2 separate regions of the Danio rerio genome follow, and region 2 is linked to region 1. A link is a contact called in public Hi-C data. All regions are on one chromosome and are shown on one strand. The core of a region is the stretch at or near the end of the contact, and the rest is flanking DNA. Distances in the headings are between cores, read along the strand shown. Region 1 holds the start of fem1c (fem-1 homolog c). Region 2 holds the start of snx2 (sorting nexin 2).

Region 1 (4,971 bases), core at 684-3,183:
AGCTGCTGAAGACTCACGCTGACATTTTATAAATTAATATAATAGTTCAAATAAACCCACACGCCAGTGATGTACCCCGACTCTTCCTGTGTGTGTGTGTGTGTGTGTGTGTGTGTGTGTGTGTGTGTGTGTGTGTGTGTGTGTGTGTGTGTGTGTGTGTTTCTGACAGTGTTACAGAATAAAAATCCATTCATTCTCCTTCGGCTTAGCCCATTTATTTACCAGGGGTCGCCACAGTGGAATGAACCGCCAACTATTCCAGTATATGTTTTACACAGCGGATGCCCTTTCAGCCGCAACCCACTACTGGGAAACACACACACAGTCATACACTACGGCCAGTTTATCAGTTGATCAGTTCCCCTATAGCGCATGTGTTTGGACTGTGGGGGAAACCGGAGCACCTGGAGGAAACCCACACCAACACGGGGAGAACATGCAAACTCCACACAGAAACACCAACTGACCCAGCCGGGACTCAAACCAGAGACATTTTAGTGTAGCATTCTCTCCCAGTGACTTGCAATGTGTGTGCCTCGGTTGCCTAGCCACTTCCTGCTAGCAAAAACACTAAACTAACTTAGCTTCACACATTTCAGTCTTCAAAACATGTCCAGCGTGATGAGCAAGTGTTCGCTCTCCTGCATGTGAGGTGGGCACCCCTGTGGGCAGGTACAGAAGACTATAGCGACAGACACTCAGAGGCCGACTCTAACACTGTGATAGAAGCTTTGTGTGTAAAGTCGTCCGATATGGCCATTCTACTAACAGATTTCCGGTGTTGACGTCTGCGTGAGCCGGAACTGTGGTGTTGTTTATTCCAGCATGATGACGTGTTCCAGCTTAACTGAATATTGAGCAGGGGGCGGGGTTTATTTTGAGCTCCGCCTTTCACTTACACACTACAGTCTGAAGCACTATGCAGACAATGCGCACACTACTGTTGGTTGGGTTTAGTGCTGTGGGAGGTGTCGACGTTAATAACACACAGTTCAATGTTAATTTAATAATCATTGTAAATAATTAGTGTTTCCAGCATGAGCTGCTCGATTTCACTCACAGCAAACTGACGGTTGGAGAGGCGTGGCTAGGAATTATTCGGCCAATCAGAGCATGACTGCTGCTGCAGATTTTGACTGTTGGGTTAGTTTTCATCATCGCTTGTTCTCCCTAGCACTGACAATGTCAACAGCATACTAAACGCGACAGTCTGAGGTCATGTGGACGCTAAACACGAGTTAAAGTCTTCATTTGCTGAACAGGAGTTTGGCTTTACAGCAATACAGACGGCAGAGCTCCAGTATACTGTAGTCAAACAGCAGCAGCACTGACTGGCTCTGCTCATATCGGGAATACCCGCACAGGGATGAGTGTTATGATCATGTCGGGAAGTAGATCAGCACTGATCTGAGTTCAGTTCAGGCAGAGTCTCTGTAATATTATATCAGTGTTAGTGAGCGAATAAATCAGAAGTGTGTGTCAATCCTCGGCAGACAGCATCCCGTGTTTATTTATTAGAGAACTGTAAAAACACGACCAGTGCTCGGTTTAGACACACGGTTACCGTCCGGTGCGGGGGACTACGGCGGGTAAAGCTCGCTCTCTGACGGAATAATCGGTGTGTAAAGCTCGGCTTCCTCCTGTAATCAACATCGGTGTTTAATGTGTTTATAGGCCTCACCGCTGCGCTCGCTCCCCCGGCCTCGGTGTCCGGTAACGGCCCGTTTCTCCGTGCTGACCGGCTGCTCGGTGTGGTCGGGTGTCAGTCGGTGAGCTGACGGAACTTTAGCTCATGTCGAGTCCAAAACCACAAAAAGATAAAAATAGCGCGTCGCTGCGGCGCTTCCTCCTCCGCTTCCTGTGCGCTGGAGCGCGATCCTCTGCGTTTAACGCCCCTCAGCGCGACACTAACCCACTCTGAAGCTCCGGATTTCGGCTTTTTGCTTTATTTCTGTCCATTTCTGCCGTCAGTTCGAGGCTCCGTTTCGCCTGGACGCGCGTCTGAAGCAGCAGCGGCCCGAGGGTTCCGCCTCCCGCGAGTGATTGACAGCTCGACGGGCCAATCAGCGCCGCGCATAAAGCCTTTCCATTTAAAGGTAACGCAGCAGTCACGACGCGCGCGCCAGAACACCGCGGACGGACGACGCGCCTCCGGTGCGAGAGAAAACAGTCGTGTTTCAGTCACTAATGACGAGCGTCGGCGGACAGAAGCGCTGAGACAAACCAGCCGTCAAACACAGCTCTCAGGCGGACAGCGCCCGCTAGAGGAGCGCAGAGGAACAGCACTGATCCAGGAACAGCACGACACTCAATTACTGCAGTCAAGACGAACAGATCCAACCAGTTTTATTTTTACATTCTCTCTCACACACACACACACACACACACACACACACACACACACACACAAGGGAATGGTTGTGTCTGAATGTGTGAGATCCTCTGAGGAGTCAGTGAAGAGCCGTGAGATCTTCCTCCACATTTATTAACCCAAATCAACAAGAAAATAAACAACACACACCACTATTAAAAACAAAACAGAAGCACAACTAATATAAAACACACCGATCACATCAGAACAACACAACGGATTATTTCTGACATCATACAGCAAATAAATGAGTGTGTGTGAGTGTGTGCGTGTGTGTGTGAGTGTGAGAGTGTGTGTGTGTGTGTGTTGCTCTGTGGAAACTGAACTACTGTTTATGATGAAGCGTCTGCGCATCCGATAATTCACACACACACACACACACACACAGAATAAATTAGGGTGATGTTTGGTCTGCAGGGTGCGTGTGCAGCTGCAGCATTCCTCCAGGGTTCTTCAGGAGCCCATGCGGGTGGTGGTGGTCTTGCGGTCGGAGAAGAAGGAGCGCAGCAGCAGCACCTGACTGACGCTCACCACCAGCAGGATCAGCGCCTCCCCGACCGACCAGAAGGCCACTCTGCTGTTCAGGTCTTCAGCGCGGCTGCGGCCCTGAGCCTCGCGCAGCCGGAAGTGTGTCTGATAGTCCATCACCGACTTCAGCGCCTCATGGATCGACACACACGCTGACTCCATCTGGAACAACAGCAGAGTGAGACACGATAACACACACACACACACACACACACAATCTAAATTCATAAATTCTGAAGTGTTCTCAGGTGTGTGATGTAGTGAAGAGGAGTGTGGTCCAGCAGCGTGTGTGTGTGTGTGTGTGTGTGTGTGCATCTCCACCTCACCTGTGTCAGTGCCGTGACCCGGTTCTCGTTGGGGAAGAGCGGCGGGTCGTCTCCCACCTGGAAGTCGAAGTAGACGGTCTTGTGTGTGAAGGTGGAGAACTCGTTGCTGAAGCAGAACTTGTAGGTTCCGTTGCGAGCGGCACTGAAGGTGAAGCTGTCGTACTGCTTCTTCATCTCCTTGTAGAGCACCGTCCCCTCGGGGTCCTCCAGCCGGCAGTCCACGTCATAGTGGCCCCCGGTGACCACCTGTGAGAGCGTACACACACACACACACACACACACACACACACACACACACACACACACACACACAAACAAACACACACACACACAGAGTGAGCCATGGCAACACCACACACACACACACACACACACACACACACACACACACACTAGCAGTGTTTCCACCATTGTGCCAGGAGTGAGTGGGTCAGGGCCAGTCGTGTTTGCGCTGTCACTTCAGGGGCCTGATCGGGCCAAAGCGGGTTTCCTCAGGGTCAGTGGCCAGCCTTTTCGACCCGCCAAATACCTTGGGCCAAAGAGGGCCAGCTGGGGCTTCGGGCGGAGTGAAAGGAGAGGAGGAGTTTGCCCGAGTCTGGTAAAGATGACGTGCTGCCATTACACTAGTTTTCTGATCACACACACACACACACACACACACACACACACACACACACACACACACACACACACACGAGTACATGCTGCAAACAAATCAGTCAATGAGGGAAAGTAAACCTCCAGCTGCTCAGTTTAGGATTCTCCATCAACACTGTACCGGCTGGGCTCTTCTGCTCATGATCGCGCTCCTGTTTCCCTTATAAATGACCGGCTGTTGCAGGAATAATCCAGCAGTTTCATCTAATAAGTGATGTTCCTCCTCAATAATGCAATAACAGAATAATCTCTACACCACATTAAACACACAGCAGCGTCACAAATTGAGGAGCGGGGAAGGCAGGCGTGTTGGAGCGACAACGCGGGGAAGCCTTCACAAACTGAGGAGCGATCACAAACCGAAAGCGGCGAGAGCGTCAAAGTAGCCAGAAGTCATTCATTTTTAACGAGAACCGGCGGCGAGGAACAGCGCGGCGCGTCTTCTCCTGTGTGGGTGTCGAGGAGAGTTAAAATGAAGTCAAATTTATAGTATGAGCTATGACACGGTTCAGCAGCAACCAATCAGAATGAAGAAGTCCACCGCTTGAGAGGAGTTCAGAGAACACAGACCTGTGAACTTTGGTTCCGACCACAGTTTTTCCCAAGAGTTTGATTATTGCGGTTGCGGTTTTCATTCTGAAGCGCTGCTGCTGCGTCTCAGTGTGGATGAGGGAAAACGGAGACATCTGGAAACGGAGGCGGAGCTGCTGAGATTCGCTACCTGATTGGGGCTTTTGTGTCATTGCGTATCCTCCCCTTATTCGTCAAGCCCCTATCACATGATGTCGTCTGTCCACAAAAATCCCTCTCTTGCTTTCTTGGCCATCGCGTTCATAGTTCAACCGGCATTTGTTGACTAACAATAACCAAATGCCGAGCGAGACGCATGCTTCCTGTTTATACTAGAACGCGCGTTCCCAGAGTGCGCGAATGGTGACGTGACGTACGTTTTTGGTGGCGTAGTGTTGACGGAGATATGTTCAGAGACGCCAGGTGAAGCGCTAGTGTGGACGCGGATCGTTTTTGATCTAAAACGCCGTTTTCAAACTAAAATGCACTAGTGTAAACGGAGCCTCAGTGAGCTGGATT
Region 2 (5,174 bases), core at 523-3,022, 400 kb after region 1:
ATCTGCGAGTGCACAGATGAGTTCTGCTACAGAGATCGCGGGAGATGTGTAGCAAAAGTCAGAGCGCGGGAGATTTGTAGTTGTACTGACGAATCTGAGAGGTTGTAAGTGCCGACCTGTGGTTGTAGAATGGAGATGCAGTCAAATTTGCCGTGCACACGTGTGTCTGTCACTTTGTATTTGTGAATGACATTTTACAAATACACAACTATTAATCTGCAACTTCCAATTCAAAACACAAGTGTGTGGATTGTTGTGTGTGTGCGCAAATCGAGGATTTCAGCTGTTCACATCAGAGCTGTAAGTGTACATTTCAACCTACACATACAAATATTATTATCACAAGTGCTCACATTTACATTTGCAAGCTCTCGAGTATTGCTACTAATTTACTTTCATAAAGAAATGTCCACTGTGCTGAGCGAAAGTGCTTCTTTACAGAACAGCGCTGCATTGATGACGCAAACGTGCCCAGGCCAGAATGCAATGTGAGTGCGGCCATCCAAGGAGACGGGAGGGAGGACAAGCGTGCAAAAAAAGGATCCAATAGGCACAACAGAGTTATCATCGGCAACTATATAAGGTACACCTGTCCAACTGCTTGTTAGCACAAATTTCTAATCAGCCAATTACACCGGGTGCCGCTCCTGTCAGCTAAGAACAGGAAACTGAGGCTACAATTCACACAGACTCACCAAAACTGGACAATAGAAGATTGGAGAAACGTTGCTGCTCTGATGAGTCTCCATTTCTGCTGACACATTCAGATGCTCGGCTCAACAACATGAAAGCATGGATCATCCTGCCTTGTATCAGCGGTTCAGGCTGGTGGTGGTGGTGGTGTAATGGTGTGGGGGAGATTTTCTTTGGGTCCATTAGTACCAATTGAGCATCAACGCCACAGCCTACCTGAGTATTGCTGCTGACCATGTCCATCCCTTTATGAGCACAGTGTCTCCATCTTCTGATGGCTACTTCCAGCAGGATAACGCAGCATGTCATAAAGCTCAATCATCTCAGACTGGTGTCTTGAACATGACGATGAGTTCACTGTACTCAAATGGCCTCCACAGTCACCAGAGCTCAATCCAATAGAGCAGCTTTGGGATGTGGTGGAACGGGAGATTGGCATCATGGATGTGCAGCCGACAAATCTGCAGCAACTGTGTGATGCTATCATGACAACATGGAGCAAAATCTCTGAGGAATATTTCCAGTAGCTTGATGAATCTCTGACATGAAGGATTAAATAAATTCTGAAGGCAAAAGGGGGAACAACCTGGTACTAGTCAGGTGTACCTAATAAAGTGGAGTGGGTAAAGCAAAAATAATAAATAAACCACGTGACCAGACGTTCTGCGGCTGCGCGTCACTGTTTAGATGGAATACAGCTGCGGATACTCTCATTAAGATAGCATGTTTGTGGCTCTGTACAACAATAGTTTTGCCCCCACCATGGTTTGGTGGGGGCAGGCGCTTATTAAATACAATGTAATAGGTATTTTAATAAGCAATATGAATATTACTCGGTATAATTACTGTTTTTACATTACTGGGATTGTTGGGTTAAGGGTTAGGGTACGAGTTTACGTTAATGAAATACAACCAATGGGTATTTAATAAATATAGTATATAAATAATTCTCGTTAACTTCCGGCCGCAGCTGTATCCCTTTCAGCAGCAACCGCTGTGTTCTGCGGGCAGTGATGAGTCTGCGCAGTGAGGGCGGAGCGTGAGCCGCATGAAGCGCTTCTGTCATGAGACTCAGTCACATGATAATCTTGATCTCTGTCTGTTTCTCCGCCTGAGACTTTATTCATCTGCTGTTGTTGAAGATGTCGGAGGACCGAGAGCCTCCACCGGTGACCGGGCAGCAAAACGCGGAGCAGGAGGACTCTGAGGCCGCGGAGGAGCTGTTCGTCAGCGTGATGGAGGTGAGCTGAAACTGCTGACCGACACGCGCTCCTCCTGCTCGGAGAACACAGACACACGTTGATATTCATAATCAGTCAAACGTCAGTCATTTATGTCACACAATTCTGACAGATTTCATTCAATTTCTGGAGTGTAGAGAAGATGCGGAGAGCGCATGCGCAGGCTGCTGTGGCACATCAACACTGCGCAGCATCAGCGCAGAAACTCCTCATTCATTCAGTAAACAAATGTAGAATATCGCTGTCAGGTCAACATCACACGCGTTTATGAAACTATTATTGAGGTAAAGTTGGCTTTTTATTCTCACATTCGTTCAGTGACTACTCGTGACCTGGTCCCTATATTGTTTATCACGCTACTATGAATATTAGGTCTAAAATCGACTTCAAAACAACGTTTTAATTGAATAAAACCTATTATAATCATTGACAGAGCAGTGCTGTGATTTAATAGACACTGCCTGATTATATGATTCACTACCTAGAGTTTGCACTAAGGAATACTTATTGAAATGTTATAATTAAGTCCGAATGTGTGATAATAAAACTAACTTAGCCTCAATGAAACTAATTAAGATAATTAATAACATTAACAAGCAAAACCAAGAGGAAGACTAGCGACAGAATGGCTGCAATACTGAATAGCGCAGTAAGTGTAGTCTGGTCATGTGTTCAGTCACGTGTTTGACTCTAAACACCGTCAGGATGAGCAGAGAAAAAAAAATCTAATATTTGATTAAGAATTAAATATTCAGGCACTTTATTCCTCACAATAGCTGTGTAACGGATCACAAATCTCATTGTTCAGATCACATTATGGCTTTTTAGTGACGGATTGCACCATTTTTCGGATCAACCAAAAAGGGGAGGAGATAAATGTCATTTCCGTTCCATTTATGGACCCTTTGTATTAAGCCCGGTTTATACTTCTGCGTCAAGTGACCGGCGTAACCCACGGCGCATGCAACGCACGTAGCTGTGCATTTATACTTCTGCTGCTGTCTCTGTTGGTCTGCATTAACACTTCCGAAACGCTAGTTGGCAGTGAGGTGTAAATGTTCCTCTGTGTCGAGTTTCTTCGCTGCTGTTTTGTTTTTTTCTGAACACTTCCGGGATGTACAAGTGACTCAAACTCGCTCATTTTGAGGCAGGAACCGGCGGACGTGCAACAACTTTAACTATGAGGTAAACACAAAACAAAACTTTCCATCCGGCGCTCCTTCACGGAACTCCACACTTGTAAACAATCGCTACATCGGGCGTGGCTCTCGGCCCCACCCAGACTCGTCAGCGCTACCAAGCCGACCAATCACAGAGCTTGCGCTAAACTTCGTTGTGACGTGTAGTTAAATTTTTTTAGAGGTGCACGTCAGTGGCTGCGCCGTAACATACGCGTGCGTTTTACGCAGAAGTATAAATCAGCCTTAAGCCTGTTATGTCATCATAATCTTAAATCCGTGAAAGTTTTTAATATTTTGATTTTAAAAAAGTATAAACATTTAAATGCACTTATGCATGTAGTATATCATCGCGTCAAATTACAAAAAAACAAAAAAACTAAACGAATGACTGCTTGTGCGAGGTGTTTCTAATGCAGCGTATAGAGTAAATCTGACGTTGTTCTCTCCTCTGGCTGCCGTTTTCAGTCTCACACATTTTTTTTTCCTCCTTCTGAAAGTCTTGATAACACCATCATGACATTTTTCTTTGATTATTTCAGCAAATAAGATTGTAAAAAATTATCTGTGGTTTTCTCCCATTCGCTGCACTCTGAGTTTGCTATGATGCCCTCTGCTACTGAGAAACCTGGAAATGTGTAAAGGGTCTTTTACAGAAACAGCACTGCAAGAAACCTTTGGTTTTCAAACAGAACTTGGAACCTGTAATTTAATTAAAAATAAAATGCAGAAATAATCAGCTGAATAAGAATAAACTGTAAAATATTCAATACTAAAATAAAAAAAACCACTGTAAAGTATTCAATACTGTGAAAGACTCGCTGTTACGACTATTGTTGCTGATAATGCTAAATGTAGAAATCTAACATTATCATAGTACAACCCATATTTATTCATATAAATGATTCAGTTATTCACTCATTAAGCTTCATTGCTAGACGATCATTTCTGAAGAATTATTCAGTGGCTGATTTTTAAGACGCAGTGGCGCAGTAGGTAGGGCTGTTGCCTTACAGCAAGAAGGTTGCTAGTTCGAGCCTCGGCTGGGTTATTTGTCATTTCTGTGTGGAGTTTGCATGTTCTCTCTGCGTTTGCATGGGTTTCCTCCGGGTGCTCCGGTTTCCAGTCCAAACACATTCGCTATAGGGGAATTGGGTAGGCTAAATTGTCTATTGTGAGTCAGTGTGTGTGGATGTTTCCCAGAGATGGGTTGCGGCTGGAAGGGCATCCGCTGCGTAAAAATGTACTGGATAAGTTGGCGGTTCATTCTGCTGTGGTGACCCTGGATTAATAAAGGGACTAAGCTGACAAGAAGATGAATAAATGAATTAATGGTTCCCACCACATACTGGTTAAATAATACAGTTGTTGACTACAGCTTTAACTTTTAAGCAGATGACAATACATTAAATCTCTTAATCCTCAGTGTTATTTGACCGTTTCTAACTTCATAAGTAACTCAAAATACTAAAAACGGAATGTCTTTAATAAACATGTGCAAATCACCATCATTTATAATTTAAGTTGCGTGGGTGTTGAGATCCTGATCTTGTAATGATTACTGGTGCAGCCTACACTGAATGCATTAATGCAGGCTAAACAAGCAGTGACAGAAAACACCTTTAATGAAACCCACCACGTCCCCAATAACCCACCACAACTTCCTCCGTCATCATTATATTTTAAGCCTAAATGCTTTTATACTTGTGATTTGAATGATGCGAGAGGCGATGCTTCTGCGATCGTTGCAAATTTAGGATTAATCTACCAGTGAAAAGTGTTTATTAATCCACAGGTCACATGTGTTCCAAACAGTTGTGATCCGTATGAATCACAGATCAGCCGTGATCCGTTACACCCCCACCTCACAGTACATTGAGGCCATTGCTTAACATCACACGCTTTCTGAAATCTGAAAATGCAAATGTGCACATCACTAAACATGAGCTAATCTGCATATATTTGCATACTGATCATAGTTTGATTTTGTAGAGGTTTAGATGTATGATTTTGGGTTTCTTTTCATTCTAGTCCATAAAATGGACAATATTGTTAAGTAAAA

What was found. Hi-C and Micro-C count contacts between places; a contact is called where the count stands out from the background.
Region 2: a Hi-C map of embryo shows a contact between it and region 1, with 16 times the contacts expected there. The contact joins the promoter of snx2 here to the promoter of fem1c in region 1. A contact is called at or near these places in 3 of 18 Hi-C or Micro-C datasets (all in embryo) and 1 of 4 datasets of contacts at active chromatin or transcription factors (caudal fin).

The regions. Positions count from the first base shown.
Region 1 is chr8:112,342-117,312 of GRCz12tu, forward strand. fem1c (fem-1 homolog c) reads right to left here and starts at 1,934. Exons shown (of 3, transcript NM_198145.2): 1 at 1,682-1,934. tmed7 (transmembrane p24 trafficking protein 7) reads right to left here. Exons shown (of 4, transcript NM_212912.2): 3 at 3,226-3,471; 4 at 2,468-3,061. The coding sequence ends at 2,825.
Region 2 is chr8:509,165-514,338 of GRCz12tu, forward strand. snx2 (sorting nexin 2) reads left to right here and starts at 1,773. Exons shown (of 15, transcript NM_001037698.1): 1 at 1,773-1,934. The coding sequence starts at 1,836. The region is part of intron 23 of dmxl1 (Dmx like 1); the gene reads left to right. The region is part of intron 1 of LOC141375560 (a long non-coding RNA gene); the gene reads right to left.